3 separate regions of the Mus musculus genome follow, and regions 1 and 2 are each linked to region 3. A link is a contact called in public HiChIP or PLAC-seq data. All regions are on one chromosome and are shown on one strand. The core of a region is the stretch at or near the end of the contact, and the rest is flanking DNA. Distances in the headings are between cores, read along the strand shown.

Region 1 (4,137 bases), core at 523-3,022, 670 kb after region 3:
GATGTAAGTAGAGTGGATTTTAGTGCAGGAGAGTCTTAGGTGGGTTGAAAGGTTGGCTAAATTCTGAAGATAAGCTGGAGTTCAGTTAAGGAATGAAGAAAGGACATCACCAAAGGCACAAGGTAATCCCTTTAATGGCATAAAGAGGGTCAGTAAGACATGGCACAATTTGTATAGAGAAAACATGAGTAAAATTCTAACACTAATGGAACTATAGCATCATGGAAGGAGAGAAACTAAACTAAGTCTCTCTGTGCAATGTCCTTTTTCCTTTTTTTTTTAATTAGGTATTTTCCTCGTTTACATTTCCAATGCTATCCCAAAAGTCCCCCATGCCCACCCCCCCAATCCCCTACCCACCCACTCCCCCTTTTTGGCCCTGGCGTTCCCCTGTACTGGGGCATATAAAGTTTGCGAGTCCAAAGGGCCTCTCTTTCCAGTGATGGCTGACTAGGCCATCTTTTGAAACATATGCAGCTAGAGATGTCCTTTTTCTTCCTGAATGCGAAGCTTAGATTCTTAGTCAGTCATCCTACATTTGGCAGTTGAATAACCATTGGGACAATGTGTATGCTATGGTATCATCAGATCATTTGTTGAGGTTAATGGTAAGATAACTACAATAAACCAGTTCAGGAAGTATTTTAAATCCATAGATTCTGAACTGAAAATTTGAACTATATGAACATCATAAGGTTATTTGGGAAATTTAACATGAAGATCTGAATCTTTGGTTCTTGCTAATGTAGAATGATGGGAGTCAGTCCGTGGATGAGTCTTATGAAGATTTTTTTTTTTTTGGTTTTTCAAGACAGGGTTTCTCTGTATAGCCCTGGCTGTCCTGGAACTCACTTTGTAGACCAGGCTGACCTTGAACTCCGAAATCCGCCTGCCTTTGCCTCCAAAGTGCTGGGATTAAAGGCTTAAGCCACCACACTGGGCACGTTATGAGGATTTTAAGTGAGAGAATTTAAGGTGTAAGTTATAAGAAGCTACCATTTTTACTAGCAGTAAGTGTACTGTTACAAATAGGACCCAGGTAATAATCTCTGATATTCATGATTCTGACAAAAGCATTTCCAACAAGGTTTTGAGAAACTATATAGTATGTAGCAATACAGAAAACAGGAAAGTACTACATTTGTCATAGACAACTATTTCTTCCTCCTTAGCACTCCTCTCTCATTAGGATAAGAAGACATCCTGGGCAGGGTCAGCTAATAGCATTCTACATGAGGCCCTACTCTAAACCAAACTCACTGTCTTTGCTATCAGCAGCCGGCTCCCGATGTGTGTCAATTACAAAGAGAGCAGGGCTCCAAAGACCATGAAGCCCAAATGTGGTTACTGAGCAAACAGGGCTATTTGAAGTGCATTCCTTTCTGCTGAGCTTGGTGTCAGTAAAAAGGAACTCTCTTTTCCTATAGCAAGACCCTCATGTCCTAGTGAGGTTTCAGCCAAGAGTTGTGCAGTGTTGGCAGTGAGGGAGGGACTGGTGGCCACTTGAAATTCTCAAGTCCATGTCCCCAAACACTAGACAGAAAGGCCCTTATTTTTGGCTCCATGCCCTTCTCCAATTTCATTTCCACTGAAGAGTGGCCCAAGCTCTGTGATCTGTTCCATCAACACTGTGGCTAAAATTAAATTTCAGAGTCCTAGTGCAGAATGAGCTGAAGTCTTTTCTAAAGTGCATTCACCCCTGCTGTGTGAGTGTTCTTTACTAAGGAGATGTCAAGAGGGGAGTGTCCTCAACAGGATTTGTTTCTGGGAGAAAAGTAGGAGATTTACACAAGTTTCACTAGACTTTGAGGGGTTAGGAGATGACTAAGTCCTAACCTCAAGATACTTACTTTCTTTTGCAAAGTCTTAGATGTAGATCACAAATTCTACTATGAAGCAGGCAAAATTTCTTAACTGAATAACTAACACAATAACAACAGAGATTCCTATCTGACTCAGTTCTTGACCAGTAGCCCCTTTTATAGATATTGTCTTTCTTGACCTTTATAACATCCCTGTATTTTATGGGATCATGGTCCCTCCATTTGAAACCTGAACAAACACATGCTCAGAAAAACAAAAGCATATTAGTCAATTTAAATGAGTCCAGGATTGCTGTATGTCTTCTTGTCTCAAAATACTACACTGTTTCCTCAAGTAAAATGCTATTCTAGGACAGAGTCCGGAGAATTTTCATAGGGAGAGGTAGTGTTATATCAAATGGCCAGAATTAAAAACATAACATTTTGTGACTTTTTTCTCTATTCATCTGTCTACAAGCCAGATAGCATAGTAATTAGCAAAAGATTTGTTTTCCAAAGGAAGTTAACAACCCTTCCCTCTATCTCTACAAACAATTGTTGATAATGTACATAGTCATTTCTCGATCTCAAACAGTTGCCTAGTCCCTGTACTGCCTGTTACACAATTCAAGATAAGCCCTGTGTGGCAAATCATTGGAAAGCCCCTTCCATCTAGTCAGAAAATTCAGCCAAAGGTAAGCAAACAGTTTGGGAAGATTCCAGAATCCTGAAGTAAGCATGCGATTTAACAGTGCAAGTGCTCTTACACACCATTCAAGGGCCATGACTAACTTCCTGTAAGGCACTTACAAAGTCTCTTGCAAATGGAGGCAGTGGTATTTTGTGTCATTGTTTCTCCTGACTGAAAATAGCCTTTTATTCAGTAACATGCAAGAGGAAATAGATGATCTAGCACATACACTAGGAAATCCTGTGAGCTCCTCACTTATCGGTTTATTCTGTCTATTTTTGATCAATACACCTTACATATTTGGTGAGGAGGCAATGACTCCAAATAAGTGTGCTTATTGCTTGGTGATCTGCCACTCTTGAGGTCTGTAAGATACAGTAATTAGAACATCATTTAAGACGTTTATTTCCTCTTTTATATCAGAAAAATCTATGCTATATAATATGAAATAAAGATTCAATTACAGAGGTTTGAACTTGTGTCAGGGCTTAACCCATTGTCCTGTTCTTTGTTTGTTTGTTTTTATTTGTTTTTGTTGTTCTTAAATGTACATTTTCAATACCTCTACCACAAATATAATATAAAATACTATATTATTAGACACTTTTCTTGTTGCTGTGGCCAAAAGCAACCTTAAGGATGAAAAGAATTTTTGACTTACAGTTACAGGAGAGAAATTCCATCCCAATGGGAAAGGCATGGAGAAGGTGCCGAAGGCAACAGGTCAGTTTGCATCTGCAACCAGAGAGCCAAGCAGAGACAGGAAATTAGGATAATGGTATAGAATGTCAAGACTCATCCTGCATAGCTCATCCACTTCATTGAGGCTCCACTCACCGAAGGTTACGTAACCTTTGAAAACAGGACAGACAACACATTTTTCAAAGACATGAGCCTCTGGAGGTATATTTCGTATTCAGGCAACAGACCATATTTTAATATTCTAGGACAGCAAGATGGCTCAGTGGGTAAAAGTGCTTGTTACCAAGCCCGATGACCAGAGTTGATCTATGAGTTCACACACAGGTCCACATGCATACACATGAATAACCAAAGTAGCAAAAATAATTTTAAAAGGTCTAAGAATGCTCCCAGCTTTAAACATTCATTTGCTGTCTCACTGTATATAACAAACAGAATATTTGACTTACTTTGTTAACAGTTTGCAAGTGTTTGCATATTAAAGAATTAGTCATCTCAAGTAATAGGAGTTTCTTGATTTAAGTTTGTAGTATGTTGTAATAATTATATCTGTACACAACAAGCACTTAAATTTTTCTAAAGAAGTATACCAGGTTATCATTTTATACCCATCTAACATGATGCTCTTACTGAATTTCTCTTACTCAATGAGAGGTAATGACAAAAGTGATTTTTCTAGAAAGGCATAACCGTGGACAAAGAATTAGGGCTTCTGAGTTATGTGATCTTCATCTCTTCAGTTCATCAAGGTGGCTTAAGCTTAAAGCAAACAGAATGAGATTTCATTGCTGTGATTTGCAGGCTAAATACTTTCTTAAGAACAGTCACTGATTTCTGGAAGGTCAGAGAGAGAGAAGAAGCAAATACTTCATATGCTCAAAGGCTCATTTAGTTCTAGGTTAATGACACACACACACACACACACACAAAAGTCAACATAAG
Region 2 (4,365 bases), core at 1,163-3,662, 860 kb before region 3:
CTCACTTAGAAGTAATACAGCATGGCTCTCCCCACCCTCTGAAACTTTGATCAAGAAAGGTAACCTTGAAGTACTGTGGTGTTTTCCCGCTCTCTAACACTGCAAGTGCAATCCGTAAAAGCAGAATATGAGAAGCGCAAATGTAAAGTAGAAGTATAAATACTCAGTGCAATGGAAAGAAGAGAAAACTTTTAATCATGCCTTGAAGAGTACTATAGAAGATAGTTGTTCGTATGCTGTGCACAACCAATGCATATGTGTTTCCATATACTCATCAAACAAAACAAAACGAAACAAACATACAAAAAATAAATGACTCCCTCTCCTCTCCTTGGTAGCACCTAGTGTTCTTAAACTCTTCACTTAACCTCAAAGCTCGTGTTTGGTCATTTATTGCTACATCTAATAAATGTGAATGACATACATCATGTCAACCTTGTGCTGGATGCCCAAGGGCCATAATGAACAAGGCAGACATTATCCCTGTTCTTCTACATCTTAATATCCAGGAGCAGACAGGTATTCAGAAACAAATCAAGGTTTTGCTTTTCATAACCTTTGTTCTATATGTTTGATTTGTCATAAAATCTGTTCAACAGCAGCAACTGGGTGTTATGAAGACAATGGTAAATTCTCCAAGGAGTTCTCAGCAGGTGCTGTTGTTTTGTTTGTTTGTTTAAGGCAACTCCGTGTCTCTGGTAAGAAGCAGGTTTGATATCATACTAGCTGGCAGTTTACAACCGTGCCTTTCTTCCCTTTTCGATGTTCCATAGAAAAGGCTGCAGATTCTGGATTCTCATTCTGCAGCCTTCCTCAACCACGAGGAAAAGCCATCTTACTCAGTTCCAGGCAAGAAGATGTTGAAGGCCCATTTTCAAGAGTCCTTAAGGGAATGCTTTTTACATGTCAAATGGATATGAGTAAGAAAAAGTGCAGTCTACCTGGGCCTCTCGGTTTCCTAAGCTTGAATTCAGCTGGCCATGGGAGATTGCCCAGTCTGTGGCGATGAATGAAATGAGGGAGAATTACATCAGTATTAGTTTACTTCCCTGATAGTCTTGAGCCACAGAGTAAGACACACCAATCATTTTGCTACATAAAAGAATTGTGTCTGAACTATTTCCCTTTGGCTATTGTGTTACTTGGTACTTACATGTTACTTGGTGATAGGTTTTTGTGGTGGTAGTACTGATGGTGGTCGTGACGGTGGTGCAAGTGGGAGTGGTATTGTTGAGTCTTGATTCAGAAATCAGGAGGGTATTGAAGTATTCATGGGTTGTATCATTTTGATAACCAGGCACTATTGGGTGATAACACTGATTTCCAGTGTAAGCCAAGAATTTGCAGGAAGTTCAGGATGCCTTTTTCTTTTCTTCTCTTCTCTTCTTTTCTCTTCTCTTCTCTTTTCTTTCTTTCTTTGTTTTTTTTTTGTTTGTTTTTTTGTTTTTTAATGAACATTAGGACCTCATGAGTGGATAAGCACAGGCAACTGAAATTTTTGTTCTCTATAGGGTCCTCCTAAATTCTTAAATTTTCATTGCTTCAGGACTTGCATTTTCACAGGAATTAAACAATGGATATAAAAGAAGAGAGATAAACAATCACACCCAGAGTGACTTCCCACTCTTCATTGTCTCATGCAAAGGAAAGAAATTCTTTGGGTGAGTTCCTTCCAAAGCAAACATCCTGAGCACCTAGGCATCCCACTTGTGGATCACAGTAGCCAGCAGGATGACTCACTGGTATTCATGGAACTCCCTGTTGCCAGTGAATTACACTGAGAAGTTTCTAGGCAGCCACATTGCTGGCGATGAAGAGGTCGGGGGCTAGGAGTTGCCCAAATGGGTCACTTTCTAGAATGGTTCTTGATATACTGAGAACTGGGATCTTGGTATTCTAACAGGATCTTTTCTACCGGTAGCATATGCACTTATAGAGCGAGGGAATTAAAATGCAGTGGGTTAAGTTGAAAGCTTAATGCCATGCCATCTGCAAAAACTCAATACTTTTCAAGCTTATATACCCTGCACTCTATCTAAACTACTTGTCCTGCCATCTGCTTTTGTTCTGTAAATAACTATTCCCAATCCAACTGCCTACTGAACAACTAGCCAATGATTCAGTTAATAATTATAAACCTTAACAATCCAGCAAGCAACCACATACAAAGGAACTAGATATCACTTGTCTGAATATTTGATAGTCATGCAAGACCGAAAATGGGCCTTCTGGAACAACAGTCATGTTGGGAACTGTTGGGGAAGGGGCAGGGTGGGGTGGATTGGTGGGTTTTGAATGAAACGTTGCCTTAACGGTCCCAGTTCAATCTTTCCCACACAAGCTCAAGCCCACATCTCACAGAAGTATTATATCTGTTCACTTCCTTGTACTTCGCTCCAAGAATGAGTGAGTCATGGTTTAAGGACAAATTCTTAACATAGGTGCTACAGGCAAACAAAGGAAAACCAAACGCCTCATTCTTCTATTTCTCCTTTAAAAGGAAACTCATGCTGGAGGCATTTGGGTAACATTCCTTTTATATAACAGCACGAACTTCATCTGAAGGAAGAAACAGTGCAGCTGTAGAAACGGGTAGGTGTGGGATTGCTCTTCTCTCACCTATGACCCTTCCTGGCCGTATCTTAATGTAATACCACAAGTTCTGGGCCAGCACTGAATGTGAAGGTGGGACATGGAAAAAGGACATACAGAAGAGGCAGCATGCTTGTCCTGTGTTAGGACATGATGAGGCAGGCTCTTTAAATGCATGGGTGGCTCAGATAGATGGGCTGGGGTTATATCCTGTTCTGATGTTTATTGGCTGTGTGATTCTGGCAATGTAGTAGAGGACTGCTGTGAGTTATCACACCGTTGGAAAAATCAGGATTATATCAAAAGTTAATAGATAATTTATGTTCAGCTGTGTCTGATACACATAGATTCACTGAACCCTGTAGAGTTCAGTGCTGGCTTCTTCTTCAAGACGAGAAACTGATTTTCTTTGTTTTAGGTTTTTGGTTTTGTTGTTGTTTGTTTGTTGTTTTGTTTGGCTTTCATTTTGCCCTGTATTTGAGACTGAAGAAGAACTTACAGGAATGTTCTAGAAACAGGAGAAATTAACTTGTCTCAACAATAGCTCAGATGTGAGACCTCAGAGCTAACCACACATTAACTGCTTTGTGGTCAGATTAAAAAAAAAAGCATGCAGGCCATCTTTACTCCTAATAATTTCTGCATCTCAGAATATGAAAAACTTTTATGTAATATCTTAGATAGTTTCTATTAATCTATTAATCTATCAATGTCCTGAATAGATTTGGTGGTTGCTCTTTGGAACCATTTCACACTGGTAGTGTATCAGATGGCACTCAGAAACATAGGCAGGCAGTGCTTAAATGAAAGAGGTTCCATTCTTCTCTTGTAGAACAGCATTGTCTCCTTCCAGCCAGATCACCATCATTAATTTTATTTAACAGTCTTTTTGAAGAGACATTTTTTTCACTCGTACTATTTCTACTGTGCCACTTCCTGTGTCAGGACATTCGTCCTTTGTGTGTAACTGTTCTCTATGTCCCCTGCTTTGCTTTCTGAGTTTGCTCCCCACATCTGAACTGGAATCACTCCCTTATTGGCTGTGAGGTGCTATCTCCTAGCAACATCAGAAGCTACACTCAAAAGATCTAACCAACCTGACTGTCCAATGTGAAATGAACAAGGATGGACAAAGATGATAGCAATGGACTTTCAAAGTGGATGGAGTCCCTGAGGTCTCTGCCCTAAACAAGGAACTATTGATAAGTGAGCAAAGCTAGGAGTGGGAGAGATGATCTTTCTCAGGGAAGAACACACTAATTGGTTATCCAACACCAACTGATCAACCTTAAAAGCATAAGTAAAAGGAACATTATATAGTCTGAAGAGGTTATATTTAGGAATATTTATGCATATATGTGTATATGTATAAATGTTTATGTGGGTATGTATATGTGTATATTTATATATCTGTATATGTATATTTAGGAATATGTATATGTATATATGCATACATACCTGCATGCAACAACAATTAAGGAAAAAAGAGGTCATGAATTTAAAGGAGAGTGAGGATTTGGAAGGAGAAATGTTATAATTGTATTACAATCTCAAAAAATTCCAAACATAATATTTATTCATAGAAAAAAACAATAAAGACAATTTACACAATATGTTCCTCACAATATGCTATACATTTGTAATCAGTGGATTCTGATGACAAATAATTATCTTTCCACTAATTCCTAGATTTAATTTCTATTTTTAACTTATGATTTCTCCATTTTTCCAATAGTCAACTTGAAAAAAAAATCCTGCTTACTTCATTTATTG
Region 3 (4,302 bases), core at 159-2,658:
ACTGTTTCAATTAGAGAACGGAATTAAATCTCCAACGTCATGGAGAAAACAGTGTTTATAATGTTTCAAATCTTAATGTGAAAATGATCTGGAACGTCACAGAACTAGTAACAAATGCAAGGTAAGACGGGGCATGATAGGGAAAAAGAATGTGATAAACTCATTGTCCAATGGAAGAAGCAAGGGTCATGTCTTTGTAATGTGTTCGTAGCTTTATTTTTGAGGTGTATCTCTAGGTTCTGTTCACTAAGATGAGCATTTTTCTAATACATAATGAAAGTTGAAGAATATAAAAACTAACAAGGAAGAAAGCCCTGGAAGGTAAGTTATATCTGAAAAATAAAAACAACAACATCATCATTATCAACAACAACAGCCCCCCCCCCAGCAGCAGCAGCAGTAACAGCAGCAGCAGCAGCAGCAACAGCAACAACAACAACAACAACAACAACAACAACAACAACAACAACAACAACAACAACAACAAAAACTTTGAAAGCCATGTGAATTTTAGTCTATAAGAACCAACTAAATGTTTAAATCTATACTTCTGAGACAATAATGCAGATGGAGTTTGGGAGGTAACTGTGGAATCTCAAAGATGTCTACTCTTCTTGGGAAAGGTGAGCCACCACTATTGCCTATTTGGTCATGGTATAAAAGGTAGGAAAAACAGCCACAGAGCAACTCAATGTTCCTCATGATTCTGTAAGGTGACTGAGAAACACCCACTAGAATTCAGTTACCTTATAATAGAGATACAATAAGGGACTTTCCTTTCTTCAATTATTCCTCACCTCTGGGCTTGAGCTTTGGTATGCAGCAGCAGATGTTCGAGTCTACCCTTCCTAGTTCATGCTTCCTCATGAGGAAGATGTGGGTAAAAGACTTAGCTCAAAGACTCTTGCAGAATTCAAAGGCAGGGCTGTCCAGAGCTCTTAGCAAGAGATGTGGGAGGTACTTGTCACTGCTAGGTCCTTGTTTTCAAAGAACAATGAGCTAAATCTATCTAAACTCGGAGGCCTGTGTGCTAGGTAAGCTGTCAATGGAATGGTTCTCTGGAGAGTTTGTTCCTGATGTATTTCTGGAAAGAAAGAAACTGGGACCGAAAAGGGAGGTGGTGCTTATATCCAGAGAGGACCTAGGGATCTCATCTCTATTCAGTGCTCTGCTGTCATTGTAATTAACAGGCTTTCCTACCTTGAACAATCTTTTCTTAACACAATTCCCAACTACCTGTACAGTATATTGGGAGAGAAGCCCCTTCTATACTTACAGTTTCAATGACGATGGTTATTGATTTTTCCTTTAATAACTAACTTCTACATCTCTTTCCCCAGGAAGGAAACAAACCAAGCTATTTATGGCTCCCTCTTCATTTAGTTGCATAAGAGCAGTTCTTCTCGGGAAGGGTGCACTTCCGTACTTTGGGATCCTGCAGTCTAGAAAGGGAAACTCCTCTGATGAATCACTGACCAAGTCAAGGCTTGGCTGACCTCAAGTTTTCAAAACTGTGCCTTCTGCACCACATTCTTTGGGAAGTCTTCTCAGATTTCTCAGTATGTTGGAGTACCAACCAACAACACCCCTTCCTTCCTTCTGCCTATGTTCTTGCCTGTATGTGAGAACTCTGCCTCTGGGCCAGATTTCCTCAACTTTCACTAGAAAGTCGTGAAGAAACAATGGCCTCTATTCTTAGTAGCTGTAGTGGAGCACATGCAGGAGGTATGGGATGTTGCCATTTGCTTCTTTTTGCCCATGTTGAGGTTTATCTGTGTCCACACTGCTTCCTGAGTTCCTGCCATTTCAGAGTCCCTTGTCATTATGAGCCTATACAACAGTTGTGCTTTTAGTTTCCTGTATTAAGGTCCTTTCTTCTTGAAATATGCAGAGAGCCCAGTTTCTTCACATTCAGACTGTGAACCACCCAGCTGAATGAAGAGCATTGTTCTGAGGCAGTCCTTTTAGTACCTCCTTGCTGTTATCACCACAATCAGTAGCTTCAATGTTGAACCCCGGAGTGTGAAGCATAGCAGGAACTAGGAGTGTTTTATTCAGCTGCTGAGACACACACAAACACACACACTCATTCACAAACAGACAGAGAGACAGAAAGACAGAGAGATAGAGACACACAGAAAGAGACAGACAGAGACAGAGAGAAGCACCCCAGTATCACTTACATGGCAATTAGGATATTTCAAGCCCAAGTCTAGCTTGGTCTACAACTTTTATGCTTATCTGGGCTACATAGTAACCTCCTGTCTAAAGAGAACTCAAAGACTGAGCTCAGAGTAGAGTGTGTGCCTAGCATTTGAGAGGCCCCGTGTTCTATCTCTGACACCACAGAAAAAGAAATGAGAAAAAGGAAAGAGGCCTTTAGGGCCATCAGGAGTTGGTGGCTTCCCCAGACACATACTAGGAGCTCAGCAAAGGCCTCCTAGGGGGACCACAGCAAGGGGGGAACGAGGCTAATGAAACCAAGAGCAGTAAGTCAAGGATGCTGGTGAGTCATTTCGGTTCCACAGGGTTAACCATCTAACAACTATTAATCATTGGGAAACCAATTAAATTTCCCAATTCTTGCCACTTGATAACCATGTTCTGGTTTTGTGAAACTTGCCAACAATCACCAGTTAAAAAGGAGGGTGAGAAGAACTTAGCTGGATTCCCCGCTGTTGCAAGTGTGTAGCATATGGGTCACCTTCCTTCAAGTGATCATGCAATTGATGCTTTGTCACCTTGGAGATCCATGGAGGAAGGTGCATGAGTCCATTTTCTATTGAGTTGTATACATATACATATGCTTATATGTATATATGCAAATATATGTGTGCATTTGTGTGTATGTATGTAAGTATGTATGTACAAACATATGTATGTATAAATCAATGTGCATCTTAAACCAAGTGCTGGCAAAGTTTATCCTCAGAGGCAGAGAGTAGGTATATACTTTAGCTGTGGTCATATGTTCTGTGCCCTAGGTATTGTACTCTGCCTTTGTACAAAAGCCTTTTGCAAATCAATGAGTATAACTGTGTTTTAGTGAAACTTTATAGCAATAGGGCAAATGAAGACTTTTATCCACTTGTTCATTTTTGCAAATAAAATTAGTTCAAGCTGTAAAAAACATGTTTACTTAAAAATGTTTTATTGACAAAAATCTGGTCAGTGGGCCAGATAGTTCATAGTTTTTGCTCTTAGCTAGCTGACCTTTGCCAAATTATTTCCTTATCCAAATCTAAAAAATACACTACCCTCATTTATCTTACACCCCCCACCCCATGAGTTCAGAAGTTGGTCTTGAAACAAGGTGGAAAGGCACAGCTGGCCTGAAGTTCTAACACTCTTACTGAACAAACTGTGATGATGGGTGAGACACCAACCTTTATTCAACCTTTGCTACTGTTGAGGGCTCTGTCGTATGAGTTGTCAAAGCATAACAATATGCAGGGGGCATGCACATATGCATATTAAAGAAGAAGAAACTGAGGCATGTGAAACTTGGTCCAACCTTCTGGATTACATCTGTTTCCAGGTGCTCAGGCTCTTTGTAAGACTTTTATTTTTAATATTTATTTATTTATTTATTTATTTATTTATTTATTTATTTATTTATTTAGTGGCTGGGCATTGGAGCCTAGGGTCTAATTTAAGGAATACGCAGAATGGACCGGATTGGGACAGTTTCCTCGAAGAAGTCACAGTTCCTTCTGTCTATCTGTTCAGGGGTTATGCCAATTGCTTTTTCTCTACTCCAGTCTTTGTTACTTTTCTTCTCTACCTTCCTCTATGTATCATTTAAAACATCTTGCTACAAGTACAACATACAGTATTCCTTATAGAAAAAGGAGAAATTTTAGATAAGCCCAAGGCAGATATATTTATTTATAAAAATATGCTGCAATATAAATCACTATCTGCTCACTGCTACATACACACACACACACACACACACACACACACACACACACACACGGACTTTCTACCTATGTGTACATTTTAAAAGTCAGCTTTAAAATTTTTTATTGACAAATTTTTTCACACAGTACATTTTGATTATGTTTTCTCTTCCCCAAATTCTTCCCAGATTATTCCCACCCCTCTGCCCACCCAGCTTTATGTTTTCTTCTCTCTTTAAAAAATTGAGAAAATTAAGAAACACACACACACACACACACACACACACACACATACACACACACACACTTCTCAAACTGTGAAAAACTCTGGAGAGAAGCAGCCTAAAAGAAAGCAAGCTTTATTTTGGCTCATGATGCTGGAGATTTGCACCCAAAGTTG

The links. HiChIP or PLAC-seq counts read pairs in DNA pulled down with a chosen protein or histone mark.
Region 1: an HNF4G HiChIP or PLAC-seq map of pancreatic cancer cells shows a contact between it and region 3. The contact joins two enhancer-like sites. A contact is called at or near these places in 1 of 115 datasets of contacts at active chromatin or transcription factors (pancreatic cancer cells) and 1 of 9 other capture datasets (embryonic tail).
Region 2: a contact with region 3 is called in a FOXA1 HiChIP or PLAC-seq map of pancreatic cancer cells. The contact joins two enhancer-like sites. A contact is called at or near these places in 2 of 115 datasets of contacts at active chromatin or transcription factors (CD8 T cells and pancreatic cancer cells) and 1 of 9 other capture datasets (embryonic stem cells).

The regions. Positions count from the first base shown.
Region 1 is chr15:63,064,764-63,068,900 of GRCm38.p6, forward strand. It overlaps Gm41334 (a long non-coding RNA gene), which reads right to left. Exons shown (of 3, transcript XR_875378.1): 2 at 3,155-3,228; 3 at 2,737-2,858. Among named protein-coding and RNA genes, the nearest start is that of Gm41334, 3.9 kb to the right of the region's middle. RefSeq lists an enhancer at 939-2,848. Within about 2 kb of position 1,773, at least 43 of the 459 cell types and tissues checked have an H3K27ac peak or open chromatin away from gene starts, as enhancers often do. A contact at or near this core is called in pancreatic cancer cells, where this site is marked.
Region 2 is chr15:61,530,524-61,534,888 of GRCm38.p6, forward strand. No RefSeq gene overlaps it. Among named protein-coding and RNA genes, the nearest start is that of Gm24696, 170 kb to the left of the region's middle. Within about 2 kb of position 2,413, at least 64 of the 459 cell types and tissues checked have an H3K27ac peak or open chromatin away from gene starts, as enhancers often do. A contact at or near this core is called in pancreatic cancer cells, where this site is marked.
Region 3 is chr15:62,391,088-62,395,389 of GRCm38.p6, forward strand. No RefSeq gene overlaps it. Among named protein-coding and RNA genes, the nearest start is that of Gm41333, 280 kb to the right of the region's middle. Within about 2 kb of position 1,409, at least 86 of the 459 cell types and tissues checked have an H3K27ac peak or open chromatin away from gene starts, as enhancers often do. A contact at or near this core is called in pancreatic cancer cells, where this site is marked.